Regions from separate parts of the Mus musculus genome. Here region 1 is linked to region 2. The links are chromatin contacts, called in public Hi-C maps. All regions are on one chromosome and are shown on one strand. Each heading gives the region's core, a stretch centred on a gene start, on an enhancer-like site or on the middle of the called end of the contact. The rest is flanking DNA. Distances are from core to core; before and after follow the strand shown. Region 1 overlaps Gsg1 (germ cell associated 1). Region 2 holds the start of Fam234b (family with sequence similarity 234, member B).

Evidence for each region. A called contact is a pair of places that touch in the nucleus more often than the background predicts.
Region 1: a contact with region 2 is called in a Hi-C map of hematopoietic stem and progenitor cells, with 2.0 times the contacts expected there. The contact joins the enhancer-like site here to the promoter of Fam234b in region 2. A contact is called at or near these places in 6 of 39 promoter capture datasets (HPC-7-derived erythroid cells, frontonasal cranial neural crest, hematopoietic stem and progenitor cells and 3 more), 2 of 15 datasets of contacts at CTCF or cohesin (large pre-B cells and pro-B cells), 28 of 484 Hi-C or Micro-C datasets (the 63-12 cell line, B cells, the C2C12 cell line and 20 more), 11 of 115 datasets of contacts at active chromatin or transcription factors (the 230-238 cell line, the HPC-7 cell line, the NIH/3T3 cell line and 7 more) and 4 of 9 other capture datasets (adipose tissue, liver, macrophages and 1 more).

The regions. Positions count from the first base shown.
Region 1 is chr6:135,232,298-135,239,205 of GRCm38.p6, forward strand. Gsg1 (germ cell associated 1) reads right to left here. Exons shown (of 7, transcript NM_010352.2): 7 at 5,032-5,448. The coding sequence ends at 5,106. It overlaps Fam234b (family with sequence similarity 234, member B), which reads left to right. Exons shown (of 13, transcript NM_028982.4): 12 at 959-1,179; 13 at 1,682-3,943. The coding sequence ends at 1,687. Among named protein-coding and RNA genes, the nearest start is that of Gsg1, 19 kb to the right of the region's middle. Within about 2 kb of position 5,329, at least 45 of the 459 cell types and tissues checked have an H3K27ac peak or open chromatin away from gene starts, as enhancers often do. A contact at or near this core is called in double positive thymocytes, hematopoietic stem and progenitor cells, memory CD8 T cells and 1 more, where this site is marked.
Region 2 is chr6:135,195,829-135,202,928 of GRCm38.p6, forward strand. Fam234b (family with sequence similarity 234, member B) reads left to right here and starts at 2,159. Exons shown (of 13, transcript NM_028982.4): 1 at 2,159-2,273. The coding sequence starts at 2,237. It overlaps Gm36533 (a long non-coding RNA gene), which reads right to left and starts at 2,196. Exons shown (of 2, transcript XR_869506.2): 1 at 2,048-2,196.

The DNA of each region.
Region 1 (6,908 bases), core at 4,079-6,578, 40 kb after region 2:
AGCCACAGCTCCCTGCTGTCTTTCTCTTCCAGCTGGGGAGGGGACAGTTAGACAGGTCTCATATAGACCAGGCTGACCTCAAACTGGCTCTGTAGTTGAGGATGGCCTTGAACCCTCGACCCTCCTGCCTTTATCTCCCAAGTGCTTGATTGCAGGTATGCACCCTTACACCTGACTCCTCTGTGCCTTTCCACACTGTTGCCTCTGGTAGACTTGCTCCTTGTAGTGCTTCGCCTTGAAGTGAAGCAGTACTGCCTGTCCTCTATGCCCTGAGCTTCGTGGGACAGAAAAGCTGATCTGGAATGTGCAGGCTGTCAACTGGTTAGGAAGTGGGTGGGCGTCAGCTTGTGGAACCATGTAAGAGATATAAATAAGCTGGTTTGCATCTTCTGCATAAAGCATGGTAAATAAGAATCCCACGGGCTGGGGATGTAGCACACTTGGCAGAGTGCTTGCCTAGCAATGCAAGGGGCCCAGGGTTTGATCCCACCACTGGGGAGGTAGAGGCAGGAGAACTCATTTCTCCTTGGCTACAGAGCCAGTTCAAGGCTGCTTTCCAAGCTAGGACAATACTGGTCATCTATGTGTCCTCCAGAGTAAAGCACCATGGTTACCCGAAACCCTGGGCAGAGGAGGAGAGGAGAGTGGCTCCAGAGGAAGAGACAGAGTGAGCCGAAGCAACGGGGTGGAGGAACGCTGGCTGGGTTTGAAGCTCACAGTGACAGCGTGTTAAGGGGAGGTGCCAGTGAGCCTGAATAAAGTGAATAAAGCTCTGTATGGAAAAAAGAACCTCATGTCCCTTTCAGACAAGCACGGCTGATTCCTATTTTAAAGACAAGGCAGGGAGTCGAGTGTAGGACCTTGTGCCTGTCATATAAATGCTCGTGATGATGACCTGCACTGCTGGACGGAACCACTCCTCTCTCGCTAACCGCTTCTTGTCTTTGTCCTTCCTCAGTTGGAATCAACGACATCTGGAAAGATGCCTTTTATGTCACCAGGACAACAGGGATGAGCCCTGAAGGACACCCTACCTCTCTGGTGGTCAGCAAGCTTAGCCTGCGCTGGGCACTCATGGAAGGCCAGATGGTCCAGCTGAAGGAGACCACCCCTAAAATTGGCCGTGGGGAACTGCGAAGATTCCTGTCTAGGATAAAGTTTGTTGATTCTCCCTACCAGGTAACTAGATTTTACTTTTTAGTTAAAAATAAAATTCTTTTTTTAAAATCACATCTATGTGTAAGGCTCACACATATCCTGACACATGTTTAGTGATCAGTGGACAGTTCTAGAAATTAGTTTTCTTCTGTGTAGGATGTTCAGGTATTTAGAAATGTAGCATTGTGTGTGTGTGTGTGTGTTTTTCCATCCCAATGACTGGATGGGGTAGATCTTCCTGGTAGGGTACCAATGATGTTCAAGTCTATGCAACTTTGGTTTACAGAAACTATATACTACACAGTTACCTTGCTGAGAACACCAGCCCTTTCCCTTAAAAAAATATCTGGGACAAGTTTAAAGTTGAAGAGCTTGGTCATTGAGAAGGACCAAGTCCCTGGGACTCACAAACTGTTGGAACTAAACCACAAGACCGGGAAAGGAAGAAACATTCCCATGTTTAGATTTCCCATTGCTTTGGAAATCCCATTTAAAGAGGGTAATAATGGCCCCTTCCCTACAGATCTAGTGCAACGGAATTCTCCGGATTCAGAACAACTTGACGGACTGGCTCCTGTCTCTCCTGCATCAGTTCTCTTGAGAGAGGATGACTTCAGGGTTGTGCAGCACTTGGGATCACTGTCCTGCGGCAGCGTGTTGAAGCTGAGATGTAGCATGGTCCGCTTAGCTGGGGAACCTCACGACCTTTCCGTCCCCACGCTAACCCCTTCTCCCGAGAACTCTGTGTGGATACTTTGGAAATGTGAATCTTATAGCTGTTTTAATTTTTTTTTGTACCTTTAATTTATAAACCCTTGTGGGGAAAGCCAGTGACCTACAAGCAGGATATATGTTGTTTTGCCTTAGGCCCTGTGTGTCTCTCTGTGTATGTGTGTGTGTCTCTGTATGTGTGTGTGTGCCCAGTGTTGTAACAATTATTCTTGAGATATGCCCCAAGCTTCAGGGATTCCGTTTCCTGTCCTGGTGAAGTTCATCTGGCTTGGCCATCTTGATGCGGCTGGATGGCCTATCTCTGGTCCTGAGGGTCGCGCACCACTGTTTTCCCTCTGCCCGCCTATACTGTGGTTCCTTTCCACAGCAGTGAGGAACACTGGAGGTTGTGCTGGGGGCTCGTTATCCTGTGTGCTCATCTGTCTGTCTCCTAGACTCTCCACCCGCAGAGTGCAGACACGCTTCTATCACAGAGAGAGCAAGGGTGCCTCGGACCAGGGCCTTGTGCCAAGCCCTTAGAGCTTTGATGGCTCTGCAGCTGTGATCTTTGATTCTGCAGCAATGGCAGAGGGTTTGCATGCGCACTGTCCTCAGTCCCATGGCCTTGTCCTGCCGTAGCTCTGCCCTCTCGCCCTGAGTCTTTCTTCTCTGGGGCATCTCCATCTCTTCCCGCTTCCTCTCTTATTCAGGGATCTGTTTCTGGACTTCTGCTTCTTGGGTCCGGTATGCAACCACTCTGGCCCCGTGTCCTTCCCTCCTTGTAGAGCTTTGAAAGCATATTCTGAGAAAGTTCTCTTGTAAATACTGTAACTTTTTTATAATGACCAAGTTCTTTAGAATTATTGCCATCCTTTTCTGCCCCCTTCTAGGTAAGTGTGTGACCTCTTTTAACTCTTTCAAATGTCTATGTCATTATCTGTCATGCTGTCTGTTCTCATGGTGGCCAATGAAAACACACTTCTCTTGAGGGAAAGCCAGATTCTCATCTCACTTGGGCATGTATGTCTTTTTAGCTTCTGTTAATAAATTTCAGGAAACGTAGATTCTAGGTTTAAGGGGCTAACTATGAGTTGCCCACAAGAGGTGTTATGGGTAGCAGAGGTTGGTCCTTGGACCACCCAGCAGATTGGCCTCACCAGACTTGTTGGTACGTCTGCCAGAAAGAGCAGAAAAGCATATTTGGAAGTCATATGGGACCAGGTTGACCTTGGGGAGGGGGAAACAATGAATAGGATCCTTTAGAGTCTGGAGATGATTCTAGGTTATTTCTAGTAAGTTGAATTTCTGCCAGTGAAAGGGTTTAGAATATAGTTTGGAGTGTGGACTAGTTTTCAGTGGACCAACACGGGAGATGGGTGGGGGTCCTCTGGCCTGCTTGAGCCCTTGTAGGCCCAGTGTTCTCTGCAGTGTTGTTCTCAGAGAAGCCAGCCTGTGCAGGAAGGGGGAAGATACAAGGCTGCTCAATGGAGTGCTTGGGTTGTTGCTCGGCCTGGAGGCTGTTTATGCTGGTTGAGTCTTAGCTGAGAGGAAGCTCCACAGACAATATCCCTGAATTAACATCCTAACTTCTTCCTAGAAGTGTGAATCGCTTCCCTGCTGAATGCAATGCAAACTCTAGGCTTACTTCCTGTTGCAGCTGGTTATAGAAAGGTAGCTGAGGGTTGAGATGGCTTCATCTGGCCTCCTGTCAAAGGCCTCCTCTAAACCCTCCTCCTTGTAGGCAACAACTTCCCCAGATATTCAAGATAGGAAGTGTTCAATGAGGGCAGCCCACAGAATCAGCCTGAGCACACCTCAGTAGTGCTGTCTGCATGGCAAGGGTCTCCCCTCCTCTCAGCCTCTCCCTTCCTTCCTTTGTAAGCCCTCCTGCCTCTGCCCTGCACAGCACCCCCACAGGCCCCCAAACATGTGGTGCGGTGATACCGACTAACCCCAGGAATGTGAATTGCTGTCCACGTTACCTGCATTGAGGAGCAGCCCGGGGTTTGTTGCCAGGAAGTAAGGTTTAAAATGTGAACTGCTACAGAACAAATAAATGCTGTGTACAGGAATATACACGTGTGTCCTTTTCTCATTTGCCCTGCTAACCAGGATGGCTCACTTCCCTTGTAGAATAAAGACGAGTAGATAGCTGGCATCCTCCGTGGAGGGAAACAGTGGGACCAGTTTCTGAGATGAGGGAGCAGGTGGATATCCAGAGGGCAACATCTGCCCCAGTCTCATTCATGGTAGAAACCCCTGTATGAGTCTCCTCTGGGAACCCGGGAGGCCATTTCTAGAAGGGGGCCTGATGCTATAGAAACCTCCATGTACCATACCTTCCTAATGGCTTCTAGGGCCATATTTAATAATGTTTTTAAAATTTTATCATCATATGTGCCATGTTTCCTTCCACTGAAGGATCCAGGAATCAACTCCAGGCTGACAGGCGTGTGCAGCAGGTACTTAACCACTGAGCCATTTAACCAGCCTATTTTTTTTTCAAGTTGTTTTGAGATTTATTCTGTGTGTATGGGTGGTTTGGCTGCCTGTATGTCTGGCTGTATGTGCATGCGTGTGCCTGTGGAGGCCAGGAGAGGGCGTTAGATCCTCTGCAGTTGGAGTTACAGTGATTAGCCACCAGGAGTGGAATGTTCTGGAAGAATAGCCAGTGCTCTGAACCACTGAGGCTCCTATCCAACTCTGTAACCAGCCCATTTAATCATACTTTACAAGCTACTATGAACATTCAAGACACTTGCAAGTGTGTAGGATGCCCTCAATAGTGTCTCCATCTATCTCCCTGTGCGTGACTTCCAGAAGAACTCTAGTCCACCACAGATAAGCCACCGTCAAAGTGCTTAGCTGCATTTCAACTTCCAGACAGCTTACCAGACTCTTAAAGGTAGGAACTGTTTTACACCTGACCTTTTTATCCGAAGCGTGTAGTCTAGAACCTGCCTTAAGCAATCGGTAGAGAGAAGGTGGGTCTGGAGACGCGAGATGGGAGACAGATAGGGTGAAGCAGTGTCAAGGAGAAGGAGGCAGAGCAATGCCCTCTGGGTAGTGGTGGTGCACACCTTTAAATCCCAGCACTTGGGAGGCACAGGGAGGTTCTCTTATCTTACTCTTAGCTTCTAAAAATAAGGCTCAGGAGACTTGTTTGCTTAAGCAGATGTTGATAGTGAGCGACACCTATGGTAGGACTTAGCCTGCTTCCCAAACCCACTTAACTCCTAACGCTGCTCTTCTACAGATGGCTCGACCACTTCCTTTAGCTCCTGGCTGATCCCTTGTTGAAATTCTTTGTCCTGTAGCGCCGAGTAGAGGTCAATAGCTTCAGAGACAGAGCGGATGGGATGGCTGGGGTACTGATGGCAGCTGGACAAAGGTTCCCCTGCGTGGGTTGTGCACGTCAGCGGAGGAGGAAGGAAACAGCGGTGGTGCTGCGCCAGGCAGCTGGGGTTGGTGTTAAAGCTCTTGCTGTGCCTGCACTTGAACTCCAGCACCATCCTCGTGTACATGTTGAAGGTGGTGACCGCTGACGCCATGCAGCAGGTGAAGGAAACCCACGCTGTGCTAGGGGCAAACACAAAGGAGGGCCAGTAAGAGTCTGACTCTGGAAAGAGAAGCACCATGCATACTGCCACAGGCTAGGCGCTGTCTTTAGGGGGATATGGGGACCTGAGTATATTGCCTTCTGCCATGCTACTGTGAAGGACGGAGACCAGAGGACTTCATCGGCCTTAGTTTTGTACTCAAAGAGAAAACAGGTAGTCTACTGCACTGAATTCCACCACTCGCCACCGACTGCCATGCTTTGATACCTCTGTCTGTGGTATGTTTATTTACCCCTATAAAATCTCCCAGACCTCCTAGACTTCAGGCTCTCATCTATGTGGTGGGCAGGCTCAGACATACCCCCTTACCCCTTCTTTTTTCCCTTTATGCCCTTCGCCAAAGAGATCCCTTCACCCTGATCCTGGAGTAACCGTCCCTCCACTGCCCAGCGTTGTTTGAACTTAACTGTTCCCAAGTTGAGCCTTTTGAATCATTCATGAAGACATTTTGCTACAGCTCTGCAGGCATCATCACCTTTTGCTCTAGTGGGGTTCAACTATTATGAACGCTGTGGTCCTTGGCACAGGGTCATTTACAGTGGAAGCTGAGTGTGAATAGAAGCTGGGTGGGTCCCAGAAAGGAGAAAGCACAGCAGGGAACGACAGCATTCCTAAAGACTTGGGAAACCAAACCCTTAAATCTCGCTGCTATCTTGGGAAGCCCAGGAAACAGGAGGTTTTGTGAGGTTAAGACCTGCCTGGAGGCCAAAGGCTGGTGAAAGGCAGGCCCAGGGCCTGTTATCCCTGACAGTCGATGACTTGCAGCCTGAGCCCCAGAGTTCTCTGCTTCTTTGTGTGTGTCTCCTGTGTACAACCTTTTGGATCTGTCCACCTTATTTGAGGCTACATGTCTTTTGTTGTTTGCCTAACTGGCCTATGAGCTTCCGGGAACTCTCCACGCCTCCCATCCCTCTCAATCTATAATCCACAGGGATTATAGACACATGCTCCTGTGTCCTCCTTCTACATGGGTCCTAGGGATTTGAACTCAGGTCCTCATGAGTTCATCATAGATGGCACACGTCTTTAGTTACAGCACTTGGGAGGCAGAGACAGGCAGATCTCTGTGAGTTCCAGGCCAGCCTGGTCTACGAAGCAAGTTCAGGACAGCCAGGGCTCCATGGAGAAACCTTGATTGAAAAACAAATGAAAAACAAAGGAAGGAAGGAAGGAAGAAAGGAAGGAAAGAAAAAGAAAGAAAGAGAAGATGAGCAAAAAGCAAAACCTGACTGGTTGTGGTTGGGGCAAACGGCAAAGCTGACCTGGGGCTGGTGGTCCGATTAGAGTCCTCAGTCACAACACATTGCAGCTTGAGGAAATGGATAGGATCTGATGTGGAAAAGCCCCACTGTAGGTACAGTTATTATGGAACTGTGAGCCCAGCCTACTGCGTTTTCTGTACCCTTGGTATGTTTTTTT
Region 2 (7,100 bases), core at 909-3,408:
GACCTTCTATATCCTCATACTCCAGGGCTACCGACGCTGACTGTGTTCTAATGACTAAATCTGATACCAGGCAAGCAGCTACCTGCTTGTTGTGACTTGTTTCTTTCCTTGGATGACCTACATTGGTATAAAATATGGTTTTTAAGCATATGCAGAGAAACTGGAAAACAGTGAACATCTCAATAATTATAGAACACTGAAAGTATTAGCAGGTAAGGGGCCAGTGATATGGCTTAGTGGTGCCTGGGTCAGCACTGACCACCTGGGTTCAGTTCCCAACACCCACACAGTGGAAAGAGAGCATGGGGTTTCAAAAGTATGCATCTACTCAGACTCACACACATACATACACAAGATAAATAAATGTACATATACAAGACAAATGTTAAAGAAGAATTAACACTTAAGTCATTAAGTGTTAAGTCATTAAAATTAACACCATTGTTAATATTAATTGTGGTGTAGGTTGGCTTACTCCTTTTATTTAAAAAGTTTTATTTATTTTCATGTGCATGGGTGTTTTGCCTGCATGCTTATCTATGTGCCATGTGTGTTCCTGGTGCCCAAGGAAGCCAGAGAGGGCATTGATGGAGTTAACAGAAGGTTGTGAACTGCCATGTGGGTGCTGGGAATTGAACTTGGGGCCTCTGGAAGAGCAGCCAGTGCTTTTAACCACTGAGCCATCTCTCTAGCCCCCAAATTTACAATTTTATTACTTAGTAAATTAAAAATCAAAACATTAATTAGCCATGTGCTATGGTACATGTCTATAATCTCAGAACTGGGGAGACAGAGGCAGGCAGATAGACCTCTGGAAGTTCCAGGACAGCCTGGTTTACATAGTGTGACTCTGTCTCAAATAACAGCAATAAGACATCAACCAGAAGGACACTAGGTTACTGACGAAACATTAGTTGTTGGTGCTAAGTGTTTTGCACGTTTATATTCGACTCTCAGAACAACTCTTGTGGAACAGAAACGGTTTATCAGCATTAAGCAGACGGTGGGGAGACATGACTAGATAACTGAGACACTCCGGGGTCAAGCTAATGCTCTCAGTATTAGCTCCATCTCTTGGTGCCTGTGAGTGAGAAACCAGTCAGCTCCTGTTTGCTGGACCTCGCAAGCCAGGGCAGCAGCAGGTAGAGTGTAAATACTTCCCTGGAAAGAGCTGAGATCAGGAAACCCAGGTCTGTGCCACAGCATACCTCAGACTGCACTTAGGACAGGGAAAAGAGTCACAGGAGCTGTGTGCTTTAAAAGGATGGTGTCGCTTAATTCTCTAAGCAACAAGGCGATAGCATCATTTTCATTTCAAGAGAGCCAGCCAGGTGTGGTGTTGTGTGTCTGTAATTCCAGCACTTACACAGTGAAGGCCGGGGTGGGGGTGGGGGGTTAGGAACTCCAGGCCAGTTTCAACTACATAGCCAATTCAATGCCAGTCTATACTACATGATCTCAATATATAAATAAATAAACAAATAAACCAATAAATGAGTAAACAAACTAATGAATACATCTCTCTCTCTCTCTCTCTCTCTCTCTCTCTCTCTCTCTCTCTGTGTGTGTGTGTGTGTGTGTGTGTGTGTGTGTGTGTGTGTGTGTAAACAGGGTCTCACTATGTAGTCCTGGCTGGCTTGTAACTCTATGTAGACCAGGTTGGCCTCAAACTCAGAGAGGCAAGCTCAACCACACTGAGCCATAGATAAGTAAGTGAAACAAGCAAACAAACAAATCTGGTGCTTGGAAGTGGAAGCAGAAGGATCAGGAGTTCAAGGTCACCCTCACCTACAAAGCCAGTTTCCATTGAGACTCCTGGCTCCAAAACAGATGGACAGACTGACTGACAGACAGGACAGACAAACAAACAAAGCCGAGTCTCAGTGACTTGCCAAGATGGCTCAGGTAGTAAATTGCGCACGCAGGCTTCAAATTCAGTTTGTCAATTCCAAACCCACGCGAACTTCACAGCCCGCGCCTTCTTAAGTATCTACAACCTCATTCTAGGTTCTTCATACACAGGTTGGGGAGAGATGACTTTCCTTACCGGCTGCTGAGGCGCAAGCGACTCAACCTTGGCTCCGCGCCGCACCAGTGACCTGCGACAGTGGGCGCCTCCTCCTAGCTGGGCTCCCGGCAGGTCACACCTTTCCCGCCCGCAGCCCCACGCGCGGTTCGCAGCGAACTACACTTCCCGGCAGGACGCGGCGCGCGCACGCGCACGGGGGCCTCCGCCATGGCGACAGTGCTGTCCAGGGCTCTCAAGCTCCCGGGTAAGGAGTCTGCAGCCCCGCGACCACGCTGTGGAGACCTGGCCTGGGGAGATGAGCGAGGCGAGGCGTGGCGCGGCGGGGCCTGGCTGTTATCTGGGAGGGCTGCAGCGTCCGGGGTAGAGGAAGGGGGCTCCCGGGTGTGAGTCGGGGACCGGGGACGCTCGGGGACACTTGGGGACTCTCGGGGACTCCCGGGGCAGACATTGCTGGAGGTGCGCGGGGCCGGGTCGAAAGTGGAGGGACGAGACGGTTACTGTCAGGTCAGAGCGCATGTCGTCGCAGTCTCCAAGGGAAGGCCAGACATTGGAGCATCCTTCCCTGAGCGCCGGGACTAGCTGCTGCTATCTGGGGCTGGACCAGAGGGGGAGCCGGGGGCTGCAGGACTGTAAGTGAGTGGCCTGGGCAGAACAGCATCCACTTACTGACAGCAGCTTTGCCGCTGTGAGCTAGCCCAGACAGGTGTTCTCCTTCCTCCTGTGTGCAGGAGGAAAGAAGAAAGATTAGGAAAATGGCTAATTGAATCACACGGGATCACACAGCAGGACACTGTGCTGTTTGAATTGCACTGTTTTAACCAAAGTGTATTTATTCTGTCGTTGGCAAAATTTAAACATTTAGGGCTTTCGAAAAATCTGTGGCTCCACTTAAAAAAATTAAACACTAAGTTATAAGCATTTATTGGCTGATCACATAAGACAGGAAGCAGTTATTTTCTCTGCCACGTTAGAAAGGGTCGCTCTGATAGTAAGCCTGAGGCCCTAGGAGGGTTGCAGGGACCTTGTTCTCAAAGAGTTTCTAGTCTGCTACCTTGAAACCGGCCTTGTATTTTAGATAACAAGAGACTCCATGTCTTTAGATCTTTCTCCCCTTTGCTGGCTGCTTGGAACTCTGGAAAGAACAGTGATACGATCTGTCTTGGAGTGTACACAATACTGAAATTAAGAGAGAGGCTTGCTTTCTCTGCAGGATACATTGACTTTGACGAAAGTACCCTGGGTTTTGAATGCTATCTTGTCAAAGGCATTTTCAGCCCTTTTTGTTTGTTTGTTTGTTTGTTTTTAGAGTTCTTGTTTTAGTTCAGCATAGATGATTGCTACTCTCTGAGAATAAAACAGAAAGGGAATGTACCTCGGGGTACAGGCTTACTTAGCACCCACAGAGCCAAGTCCCCCCCCCCCCAAAGCACTGAAAAAAAGAGGTAGTTATAGTCAAGTGGAGGTGGAACAAGAGATAATACCGGGCGAATATGAGAAAAACACAATCCTTTTGTATACTCTTCAAAATAATCATTAAAAAAAAAATAATGGGAGAATAGCTTGCCTGAGCTCTTTTGTGTCTTCACTCTGAGAATGTGCTGCGCACAGAATACTCCTTGGTGTGTTGGCTTACAGTTATCTCATCAGCTGACAGCCTGGGGTGATGGATTCTTGTGTTTGGAAGGCAGTTTGGCCCTAAGGGATGAGCTATGATCAATACTAAGGCCTACATACAGTATCTATATTTCCTGTAAGTGATGTGGATTTTCTTCTTTCTTTTGGCTTGTTTTTCTCCTGGTCTCTCCTTGGCCCTTTCCCTTCACTACCCAAAATATGGTTTGTGGCTTTTCATTAGGTAGAAGTTGCTTTCTCAAAGCTGCTTTTGGATACCGCGTGTAATTGGGAAGATGAGACTGTAGTCCCGGCTGTGTTATCTTAGTTAACTCTCTTACTACTTTCCTGTGTGAAGGGAGCAAAGGGAACGGTGGCTGAGAGCAGGAGAGGGGCTCTGGATTTGACTGGATCCGTTTTGATTTGACTTCTGTGCTGAGGAGCCCCTCCAGGGCTTTGCATTGCTGGGCATGCAAGCGACCAGCTGAGTGGCATCCCCAGCCATGCCCCAGACTAAATGCTTTCTTCACTTGCTTAGCTGCTTTATCTCTTTAAGCGTTCATTTCCTCATCTGCCATAGTAGTGTTGTTCTAGAACATTCTCTACGCGCCATACACTGCTTGGCATATTTATCTCACAGGGTTATTTGGAGTGGTACAAGAGATGGTCGTCCTTTGGAATTTAATTAGCTTCTGACACATTAGCTACAGTTTTGGTCGTTAGTAGCGCATGGGGGTGGCATACGACCGAAGGGTCCATCCAGCAGATCCAGGGACAAAGCTCTGCTGGGGATGCGTTTCATAATCTAAAACCTGTTCACTGAGCTCAGGTTGGAAAGGTGTTTGGCTCCCAGGCCTGGCACGAGGTTAATAAGTAACAGAGGGACAATGTGGCATTTATAAAGCTGGTAGGGCAGCTTATCTCTCAGGTATATGTTTTCTTAGTTTTAAAGTTTGAAGGTCAAACACTGAAGGGACTGTTAAAGCACAATGTTATTGTTGTGGTTTGTTTTATGGCATGTGACTTAGAGAGTCTGTGCCCCTAGATAAACTAACCTAGATTGGGGGGTTATTTGTTTTAGTATAGGTACATATCCCATCGCACGTGTAGGTTACCGTATATGCTGTGGTGCCGGGTGTCACAGGGTAGCACACATTTCAGTGTATCTCCCTAAGGACATTTGGGCACAGCACAGCTGCTTCCCTTCATAGGCATGCTTCCTCCGCACCATGCAGGGACACTTGAGTCACTATCTCAGCCTCCTAGGAGACAAAGCAGGCTCCAGAAAGCTTTTATATCTATGTGTTATGAAACCAGTGTCTTCTCCTATATTCTTTGCAGACATAAAACAGTTAATTACATAAATGTGTGTGAGAGTGTGTATGTGAGCATGTGCTCGTGCATGTGCCCGTGTGTGCGCGAGCATCTGTATGGGCATGTTCATGTGTTTGCAAGGGGCCCCTGCTGGCTGGAGGCATAGCATCCCCTCTGGAGCTAGAGGTACAGGAGCTTGCTTCACGTCAGTGCGAAGGATTCAGTGCAGGTCCTCTGCAAGAACAGTGCATGCTCTCAGCTGTTAAGTCATCTCTCCAGTGCCTCCTTGCAGACATTTCATTGACTGAAAACTGGGGCCTGGGAAGATGGCTCAGTGGGTAAGAGCAGTCACTGTACACACCCGAGGAACTGAGCTTGAATTCCTCCTGGCACTCACATAAAAAGCTGGCCATGACCACACGTGTTCCTGGTAGCCCCGGTGCTGCAGTGGGTAGAAAAGGGAAGATTGCTGGTACTTGCTAGCTTCTAACCTAGTTTAGGTTCAGTGTGAGATCTTTCTCTAAGAATAGAAAGTGGAGAACAATACAACAGGATTCCTGGCATCCTCTTCTGGTATGTGTACACACATCAGCGTATATACATTATACATATACTATACACCTACCATTCTCAGAGACACACACATACACTATACATACATATACACCATCTATATACATACACATACATACACACTGCACATATGTATATACCATGTATATACATACCATACATACATATACACACACTGCACATATATATCATTATGTGTGTGTGTGTGTGTAACACACACCATACACACACATACGAACATACCATATACATGTGTACCACAATTACAACACACACACACTTGTATATACATCACACCTCGCATGTGCATACTACACACACACACACACACACACACACACACACACACACACACACACACCACCTGTGCTCACTGGAAGCAGCAGACTCAGAGTGAGTCTGGGTCCTAGACTGTGAAGCACAGGTTCATGTCTGACCTGAGTATGGCCTAAGGCCAGTCAGGGACTTGTTGTTCTGCCCATTTCTGTTATCTTTCTGTGGATAGAAAAAACCTTGGCCTAGTCAGAATTTGCAGTCTGTAGTAACTAAGATGTTTGTTTTCATACTCTCTGTGTTAGTGTAAATGCAAATATTTATGCTCCGAAGGTTGGTCTGGATCTATCCCAATCTTCTGGGATCTTTAAAGGCAGCAGACAATGGTGGCTCTAGGTTCTGGGGTGCTTACTTCATACTTCAGAGGCCCTGAACTTTATACTGTAAGTTCTTCCCCTGAGGACTTTGTAGTTCTATTACGCTCTTCCCACTATCCATGTAGCCCAGGCTGGTCTGGAACTCACCATACAGCAGAGATCGATTGTAAAGGCCTGGTTCCCTGCCTCCACCTCCTAAGTGTTGTGATCATAGGCATGTGTTACCACAAGTAGGGGAAATTAGCCTAGTAAAAGGTTATAAAATGTGTGTGTGTGTGTGTGTGTGTGTGTGTGTGTGTGTGCATGCACATGTGTGATGGTGGCAAGGGGCATGCATGTGTGGCACACATGTGGAAGGCAGAGGATAACTTGCAAGGTCCTGGGGATTGTCAAGATTGGCACCCACTGAGCCATCTCACTGTCTGTTTTCCAGGCTATCCTCAAACTCTTGAACCTACTGAATTAGGTGCTTCACTGTAGCAGCTGCTAGTTTGCCTTCTGTCATGCTTAGGACTTGATTCCCCCTAAGCCTAGAGGGCATGCTATTCCTTTGCTCTTCTTGAAGTCTTACGGTTTTATGAGAATGCTCAGTGATGGTTATTCTGCACCCGGTTCTCTTTGGGCCCTGGGCTCCATTTATGCTGCAGTGAGGTTTGCCTATCACAGGCGCTCTCTGTCTCCTTTTGCATCTCCTCTAAGTACCAGGCCCATCTTCTTTCCTCTTCAGCTATACATATCTCTGCATTGGTCAGTTTCTTGTTATTTTGTTCGGTTTGAGGTTTTTAAAATTTTAAAAATCACGTGCGTATGTGTGTGTGGGTTTATACATGTGAGTGCAGTGTCTGTAGAGGCCAGAAGAGGGCGTCAGGCCCTGGAGTTACAGGCAGTTGTCAACTGCCTAAAACACATGGCAACTGAGCTCC